Regions from separate parts of the Xenopus laevis genome. Here region 1 is linked to region 2. Evidence: chromatin contacts called from public Hi-C data. All regions are on one chromosome and are shown on one strand. Each heading gives the region's core, a stretch centred on a gene start, on an enhancer-like site or on the middle of the called end of the contact. The rest is flanking DNA. Distances are from core to core; before and after follow the strand shown. Region 1 has its middle 48 kb from the start of dusp1.S. Region 2 holds the start of dusp1.S (dual specificity protein phosphatase 1-B).

Region 1 (3,727 bases), core at 394-2,893, 48 kb before region 2:
CTATCTTCTTTTTCCAAAGTGAATTGATAGAAGGTTTTTTGCCAATTTTTTTTTAAAAAAAACACAAGGTATGTGTTATAAAATTTAATATAAATGTATTAGGGCATTACCATTATTTGTAGGTTATAGAACTGATTTTTTAAATGAAATGTTTTAATGTTACTGTTCCTTTAACTATGCAATTAGGCACACAGTGGTTGGTGGTGTTCCATGGGCAGATAAAGTGGAAGCACAATCCAGAAAAGAAAGATCAACTATATTATTAGCAAGCATTTATAAAGAGGCAGCACTGTACAATACAAGGATGTGTACATCGATTTAAACCACGTGACAACTACCGGAGGTAAAAAAAGACTCTGCTCATTTTAATGTACAGGAGTCTGCATGGTGCTCTCTACATCCTGCTGGTGTTAACATGATATGTCAGTGTTTAAAATAGTTACTAGGCCTCAGACTTATTCTCTTGGGGACAGCTTTTTGCAGACTAAAGTTACATAGTTACATAGTTAAATTGGGTTGAAAAAAGACAAAGTCCATCCAGTTCAACCCCAACAAATGAAAACCCAGCATCCATACACACACCCCCTCCCTACTTTCACATAAATTCTATATACTCATATCTATAATAACTATAGAGCTTAGTATCACAATAGCCTTTGATATTATGTCTGTCCAAAAAATCATCCAAGCCATTCTTAAAGGGGAAGGAAACCTCCTCGTCGGCGCTAACCCCCCACCCCCCTCCCGTGTATTGCCCCCCCTCCCTCCTCCCCCCTGGCCTACCCCTCCCGCTGGGCAAATGCCTCTAACTTGTTACTTACCCTTCTGCGCAGGTCCAGTCCAGGGAGTTCACAGGCGACATCTTCTTCCACGCGATCTTCTTCCTCCTTTGACCGGCGCATGCGCAGTAGGATCATTTCGCCGGTACGATCTACTGCGCATGCGCGTGACTTTTGGCGCATGCGCAGTAGATCCGTACCGGCGAAATGCTCCTACTGCGCATGCGCCAAAACGCCGGTCAAAGGAGGAAGAAGATCGCGTGGAAGAAGATGTCGCCTGTGAACTCCCTGGACTGGACCTGCGCAGAAGGGTAAGTAACAAGTTAGGGGCATTTGCCCAGCGGGAGGGGTAGGCCAGGGGGGAGGAGGGAGGGGGGGCAATACACGGGAGGGGGAGGGGGGTTAGCGCCGACGAGGTTTCCTTCCCCTTTAAAGGCATTAACTGAATCAGCATCACAACATCACCCGGCAGTGCATTCCGCAACCTCACTGTCCTGACTGTGAAGAACCCCCTACGTTGCTTCAAATGAAAGTTCTTTTTCTCGAGTCTAAAGGGGTGATACTCTTAACGGGAAAAAAGATCTGCTTTCATGCTATCTGTCTATAATGCCCTCTATATTCTAATGTACCTATAAAGAATAATCATATCTCATTGCAATATACCAATAGGGGTGTTACATGGCTTAGAAACAAGTTTATTTACTGACATCCTCTTCAAAGTATATACCCTATTATTCGAATCTGGTGTCCAGTCAGCTATATTCTCTCTTTTATACGTAGACAAGCTGTAATGATTGAAGCCAAAGCCACATACATTGGGAAAGCGCTGACAGCTGAGAGCGTGGGTGGATTGTTTGCAGTTGTTTTCTGTTGCTATGCAGAGATTCGCTGGCTTGAAGAGATGCCCCTTAACTCTGACGCCAGCTCTACAACTGTGTGCTGCATGGCAAGCTGGAAGAACAAGATAGGCAGACAGGCACGCCAAGGGCTTTCTCTATTTTACAATGCTACAAGCCAAAACAATAGAAAACATTAGCTAACAGATGATAACAAGAACAATCCTTCATTATGAACTCAAATAAAGGTAGGGTTGATCTAAAATACAGGTTACTCATTCAAAAGAGCACATCATAATATTTACATAGTTTTATTAAACCTTTCCATCCTGCACTCACCTAAACAGCAAGTTAGGAGAATTCATAGCATTGCACTGGTCAGAGATATGTTATAAGTGGAAGAGATAAATGGAAGAGGATATAGCAGGCTCTGTATTTTATACCAGGCATATACCACAGCTGTGTGCATTGACATACACTAACATTGACTGTAGAGCCTGTAGATCCTTGTACTAAAATGTCCAAAATATTTTTTATTATAAATTGACAATATGGGGCACATTTACTAAGTTCGAGTGAAGGATTAGAATAAAAAAAACTTTGAATTTCAAAGTTATTTTTTGGCTACTTCGACCATCGAATTGGCTACTTCAACCTACGACTTCGTCTTCGAATCGAACGATTTAAACTAAAAATCGTTCGACTATTCGACCATTCGATAGTCGAAGTACTGTCTTTTAAAAAAAAACTTTGACCACCTATTTCGCCACCTAAAACCTACCAAGCATCAATGTTAGCCTATGGGGATTCTAACACATTTCTGATCGAAGGAAAATCGTTCGATCGATGGATTAAAATCCTTTGAATCGTTCGAATCATACGAACAAATAGTGGTAAATCAGTCGACTTCGATATTCAAAGTCGAAGGATTTTACTTTGACGGTCGAATATCGAGGGTTAATTAACCCTTGATATTCGACCATTAAGAAATGTGCCCCTGGCTTAATGTATAAACAGATTACTTGCAATTGGGCATTCAAAGTATAGCCCTAACATAACTGAATACCAAGGCAAGCAATCATTGTGTAAAATGAATTAAGATTTTGTATTATTTTGTGATTTTTTTATTATATTCTTTTCTTTGTGATAAATTAATTTTTTCGTTAATTGGGTGTGCTATCTATTTTTTGATTATCTTTTATCTTTGAAAGGCACTGGAAGAAAGTACTAGTCTGTGAGTAGGCACTCCTGCTGGATGAATTGGTGAAAAAGCTAGACAAAACTTTAATTAATCTTTATATACCAATGTTCATGGCCTGTTTGTTTAAAGGGCAACTAAACCAAAAAGTCTGGTGACACACTTCTATTTAAGTAGCGCAAGTGGTGGTTACGTTTAAATATAAATATTACACTATGTATTATTTTCCATTATTTAACTTTTTTTGTTGTACTCCTTGCCTTGCCTTAGGGCCGGATCATTATTGGATAAATTGCTTTTGATACAACAGAGACTGTATAGAGGTCAGCGTAGGAAGAGGACTGAAAGTTTTAAGCTTTCCCTACGAATGACTAATTGTTTGTAAAGTCCAGACAGACCAAATGAGGACAAACCATTTACTTTGCAGGAAGTGCACATTAGTGCTATTGTATTCATGGTAGATCATTTACTCAGTTTTGGGCAGCTAAGTATCTCTTGCAACAAATGAGTTTGTTTTACTTTCAGTTCTAATCTTATCTCCCGAAATACAATGTTCTGTGCAATATATATATATATATATATATATATATATATATATATATATATATATATATATATATATATATATATATATATACATTTAAACATCATTTGTTGATGGTCTACTGGTACAGGGTTTCACATTAATATTTTTTCTAAATTGCCTAGACTTTGTGTTCATTCCCCAGGATCCCATTTGTAATAGTTGAATCTTCATATGCCCATTGATTTATTGCGGTGGTACTTGAGGTTTTAGCTGAGTGGGTTTTGCCACTAAATTTGCTTTTCATTATAGAGGGAGAATTCACAGCGATTTTGTAACTGAATATTTGTGAGTATAATTTAGGTTGTTATTCATTGTGGCTTGTGTAGTA
Region 2 (4,103 bases), core at 780-3,279:
AGTAGTTTAATAAACCTATACTCTGCAACATATCTGAATGAATGTTGGCCGTGCTAATGAAGAAACCTTGCTACTTATTTTCACCCACTAGGGTGCAGTCTAACGCTCTCCAATGTTACAGCTGAATGCTGACTACTGCGGACTACCGAATGATTAGAAAGTAAGAGACTGAATGAGAATACATAAGGCCTCCCAATAATATTGCTACAGTTTTAAGGCATGGTCTTCTATTTATTGAGTACTTTCGTGTATGACAGGACAAAAGCAAGTTTTGTCTTACCTATGAAATCGATAGCTTCATTGAACCACGAACTGATGTCTGCTTTGTGACTGTCTTCAACAGGAATGCTCTTGTACTGGAAGTGTCCCTCAAAGTGATTAGGACAGTTTGCTGATACATTGATGAGGGCTGTAATTCCAAGGGCCTCCAGCATGTCTTTCCTTGATGCATGGTATGCACTGCCCAAATACAGGAAGGGCAGAATTTCCACTGGTCCCCCCTATAAAACATAGACAAAGACAATAGGTTGAGTATAAGAACCACAGAACGAATAATAGATGTTTCATTTTTATAGATGGGAATTGTTGAGAACACTGTGCCAATTTTATCCACTGCCCAGGCATTACTGTGACACTCATATTGGAGTTTTACACTAAAAAAATATCAGTGTGTTATAGGATTTTTCAGTAAAATGTCTAGTTTATGAATTACACATTTGCAATGTGGCTGTAGGCTAGAGAGCAGCTATACACAGCCAGTATCCATCTTTTTGGTATAAACACAGGCATGACTCTTTATCAGCAATGCTTACTGGTAAATATTGGTTTAATGAATAGCCTGGCCAGAGATTGTGACTTGTGAGAGTTGTTGGTATTTAGAGAATAGCAAAACTAGCACGTGGTAGGAATACAAACCTGGTCATAGAGTGGCGTTCCACAAGGAGTGCAATTGGAGTCTGCACTGCCTGGCACATTGTTGGGACTTAGAGGCAAACTCAGAGCCACTGGAGGAGAGTTTTTGTTGCAGAATTCTGGGCACTGTGAAGAAAATGTCTCGTAGCCACCTGAAACACACAATAACATAACAAAAATGGTTAAATGGGTACACAGAAGCTGAATTTGATTACCCAAGGCTTTCCTTACTTGTGATAATAAGGGCAACCTCAGTAAACCTGAACTACATCTAAATATAAGAGGCAAAACGCCAATTTCAGGGTGAGAGGCGCCGGTCATTATGTACTAAAAGTAATATTTGTAAGCATTTGTGTGCACCAGATTGCTGTTAATGCAGAGGGGAAAAGGGATAAAATGCAAGGACTCAGTCCTTCAACAATAGACATTTTTTTTCTTCCCTGGACCCTCTACAATAGTGAAAGGATGTTTGGGGAACAGGTTGAGGAGTGGAGCTTAAAGTACCTTTTAGGAAGTAGATCCTGCTGCCCCTGGGGTCCCTAGACAGGGCATTGACTGCCAGCATCATGGTGCTGTCTTTCCTTAGCATGTCCAGCTCTGATGTCCTCTCATCCAGCAGCACCACCGCCTCGTACATCCCAGCCACCAGCCGACCCCTCTGCTCCTCATTGGGGATGATGTGCTCCAAGCCCATGCTGCCTTTAGCTCTCCTCTTTACAATGGTGCTCAGGCGAACATTGCTGGATCCAATGATACTGGAGGAGCTGAAGGCGAAAAACGACCTGCAGTCCAATATAAGGCATTTGTGGGCTCTCTCTGCCAACAGTCCTTTGAACACGCAGCAATCCATAGCGCAGATTTCCATATTGACCATTGCTGAAGTGCCGCACAATCCAATAGGCTGCTCCACTCTCCCGCTTCTCCTACGCTCCAATAAAAGCTTACACTCGCTGTTAGAAATAATAAAAGAAATACTGCGCGGATCTAATGTTTCTACTAGAAAATAGCCAGTCTTGAGTTTCTAGTTTCGTCTTATTTCTTACGGTTCGATTACTTAGAGCTGATGTTTCTTTGCTGGCTTTAATTCTTGCTAGTGCTCCGGTTTCCAGCCTCCTATTTATACAGGCAGGGCGTTGTTTTATGAATGGTTTTGCATCACGTGGCTCCGTGACTTCAACGAGGCATTTTAGCCACGCCCCTCGCTGGCAAACCCCACAAGTGATTAACGTCATCACCAGAGCTCAAGCAGCAACGCTTTATACACAAACGCTTCGGCGTTGTCCTGTGTTGACAGAGCAGGAAATAAACTGCTGTAACCTTAATCACCAGGAGCTCAGTGGATCCCCCTCTCATTTACATAAGAGGCACGCAATGTTCTGGAGATTTCTTGTAGTAACTCACAAACTGATTTATTCCAATATCATTTTTTTTTGTGCTTATTGATGTGTAATGGTGTTTGATCAGTGTGATGTCATATGTGAACACTCTGCTTGGAATGAAGAATGACATAATCAGTTTCTATTTCCCTTTTGGTGATTAAGCTTTGTCATTGTCTTAAGGCCCCCATATACGGGGGGCGATAAAAGCTGCCGACAGACCGAGTCGGCAGCTTATTGGCCTGTGTGTGGGGCCATTCCCCCGAAATATGACCAGATCTCGATTGGGATGGTTAAAAAATCCCGTTGGATCGCGGCCGCAGTCCCTCTATCTGAACGCCCGTATCGGATGTATTATCATCCGATCATTGGACCCTAGGGCCCACGGTCGGATAAGCCTGATGTTGTCCACTTCAATGTGGGCATATCGGGGAGAAATGCCAATATGAGACACCCCCACCCCAAAACTCATTATTTATGACTAGGTCGTGCTCAGGACCAGCTGCGCAGAGAGTAAAACTATGTGCAGATCATAGTTATCTGTGCGTGTGATTTGTCTGATTAACATTCTTAGAATACTTTGGAAAGCCCTTTGTTTGGCCTCTGGTTTGCTAATGATTTGCTGTAAAATATGTGGGTTAATCCACTGGGCTTTTGGAGAGGTGGAAAAAAGCATTTGATCTTTTGGCCATTTCCAGCAGCAGATCCATAATTATTATCTTCTGAAGAATGTGAGAGGTTGCTGTAAGAAAGGGCAGAATAGCATACTCTGCTCACATGCGTTTACAGTTTAGATGAGACAGGTCCAGCCAGTAACCTTCTAGCTTAGACCAATCCTGGGGCAGATTTACTCAAGGGCGAAAATTTGGCAGCAACCGCTTCGCAGTCAGCGTTACACTTACACACAAATTCGCTAGAGGCAGGGTTGCCACCTGTCCGGTAAGAATGATGGCTGATCCCAATGTTATTAATAGGGAAAAAAGATAAATATATAGGAAGGCCGGTATTTTTTTCCAGAAAAGGTGGCGACCCTAGCTAGAGGTCTTGCTCTCAGGTTAATTTGCATAAGGCGGGAAATTTAAAGTTGAATGGACGTATATGTTGCAGCAGATACATTACATTACACAAGTCCATGGAACCTTAATAAAGACAATAGAGTTGTTATAATTCACTACACATGAGTCCACTGTATAGTTTATGTTCCAAATGTTAGAAAATGTAGGGGGGAGCCCGGTTACCCCAAAAAAATGTAAGAACTTTTGCAGGCTATCACTCTGAAAAAAGGAAACTACGCTAGCGTTTTTTGGACTTTTCCACTAACAAAATATGATAACAGAGGTTACAGAGGATTGAGGAAGATCTATGGACTCCAGTGCACTTTGCCTGGTCTAAGCTGGCGAAGGAAAGTCTGGTGAAGGAGGTAACGTTCAGTAAAATCCGCATTTCATTGAATTTGCGGAGTAACGTCCATTCGAGAGAGTGAAATTTTGCCTGGTGATAGAGTGTGAATGACCGCTAGCGTATATCTCTTTCACTAGCGATGTGACGCCTGCACCCTGCCGTTTTTCCTGCGGGGGGTAACGTTAGCGAATTTACGCTAGTGTAAGCCACTTCGCCTTCGAGTAAATCTGCCCCTTTGTGAGCCAAAGCCCGTGCAAACCTAAATTTCATTTAATCAACCACATACCAAATTGATCTTTTTAAGAAATATATCGTAATGGGAGCTGGTTGGATTTAAAAAAAAATGCTGAGACCAGTGTTTATTGCATCAGAATTGAACATCAGCTTCTATGCCATTTGTATCCTAATTTTCTT

Evidence for each region. Hi-C and Micro-C count contacts between places; a contact is called where the count stands out from the background.
Region 1: a Hi-C map of the XL177 cell line shows a contact between it and region 2, with 2.0 times the contacts expected there. The contact joins the enhancer-like site here to the promoter of dusp1.S in region 2. A contact is called at or near these places in 2 of 4 Hi-C or Micro-C datasets (the XL177 cell line and the XTC cell line).

The regions. Positions count from the first base shown.
Region 1 is chr3S:105,126,402-105,130,128 of Xenopus_laevis_v10.1, reverse strand. No RefSeq gene overlaps it. Among protein-coding and RNA genes, the nearest start is that of dusp1.S, 48 kb to the right of the region's middle. Within about 2 kb of position 1,643, at least 1 of the 7 cell types and tissues checked has an H3K27ac peak or open chromatin away from gene starts, as enhancers often do.
Region 2 is chr3S:105,077,946-105,082,048 of Xenopus_laevis_v10.1, reverse strand. dusp1.S (dual specificity protein phosphatase 1-B) reads right to left here and starts at 2,029. Exons shown (of 5, transcript XR_005966693.1): 1 at 1,417-2,029; 2 at 916-1,064; 3 at 281-500.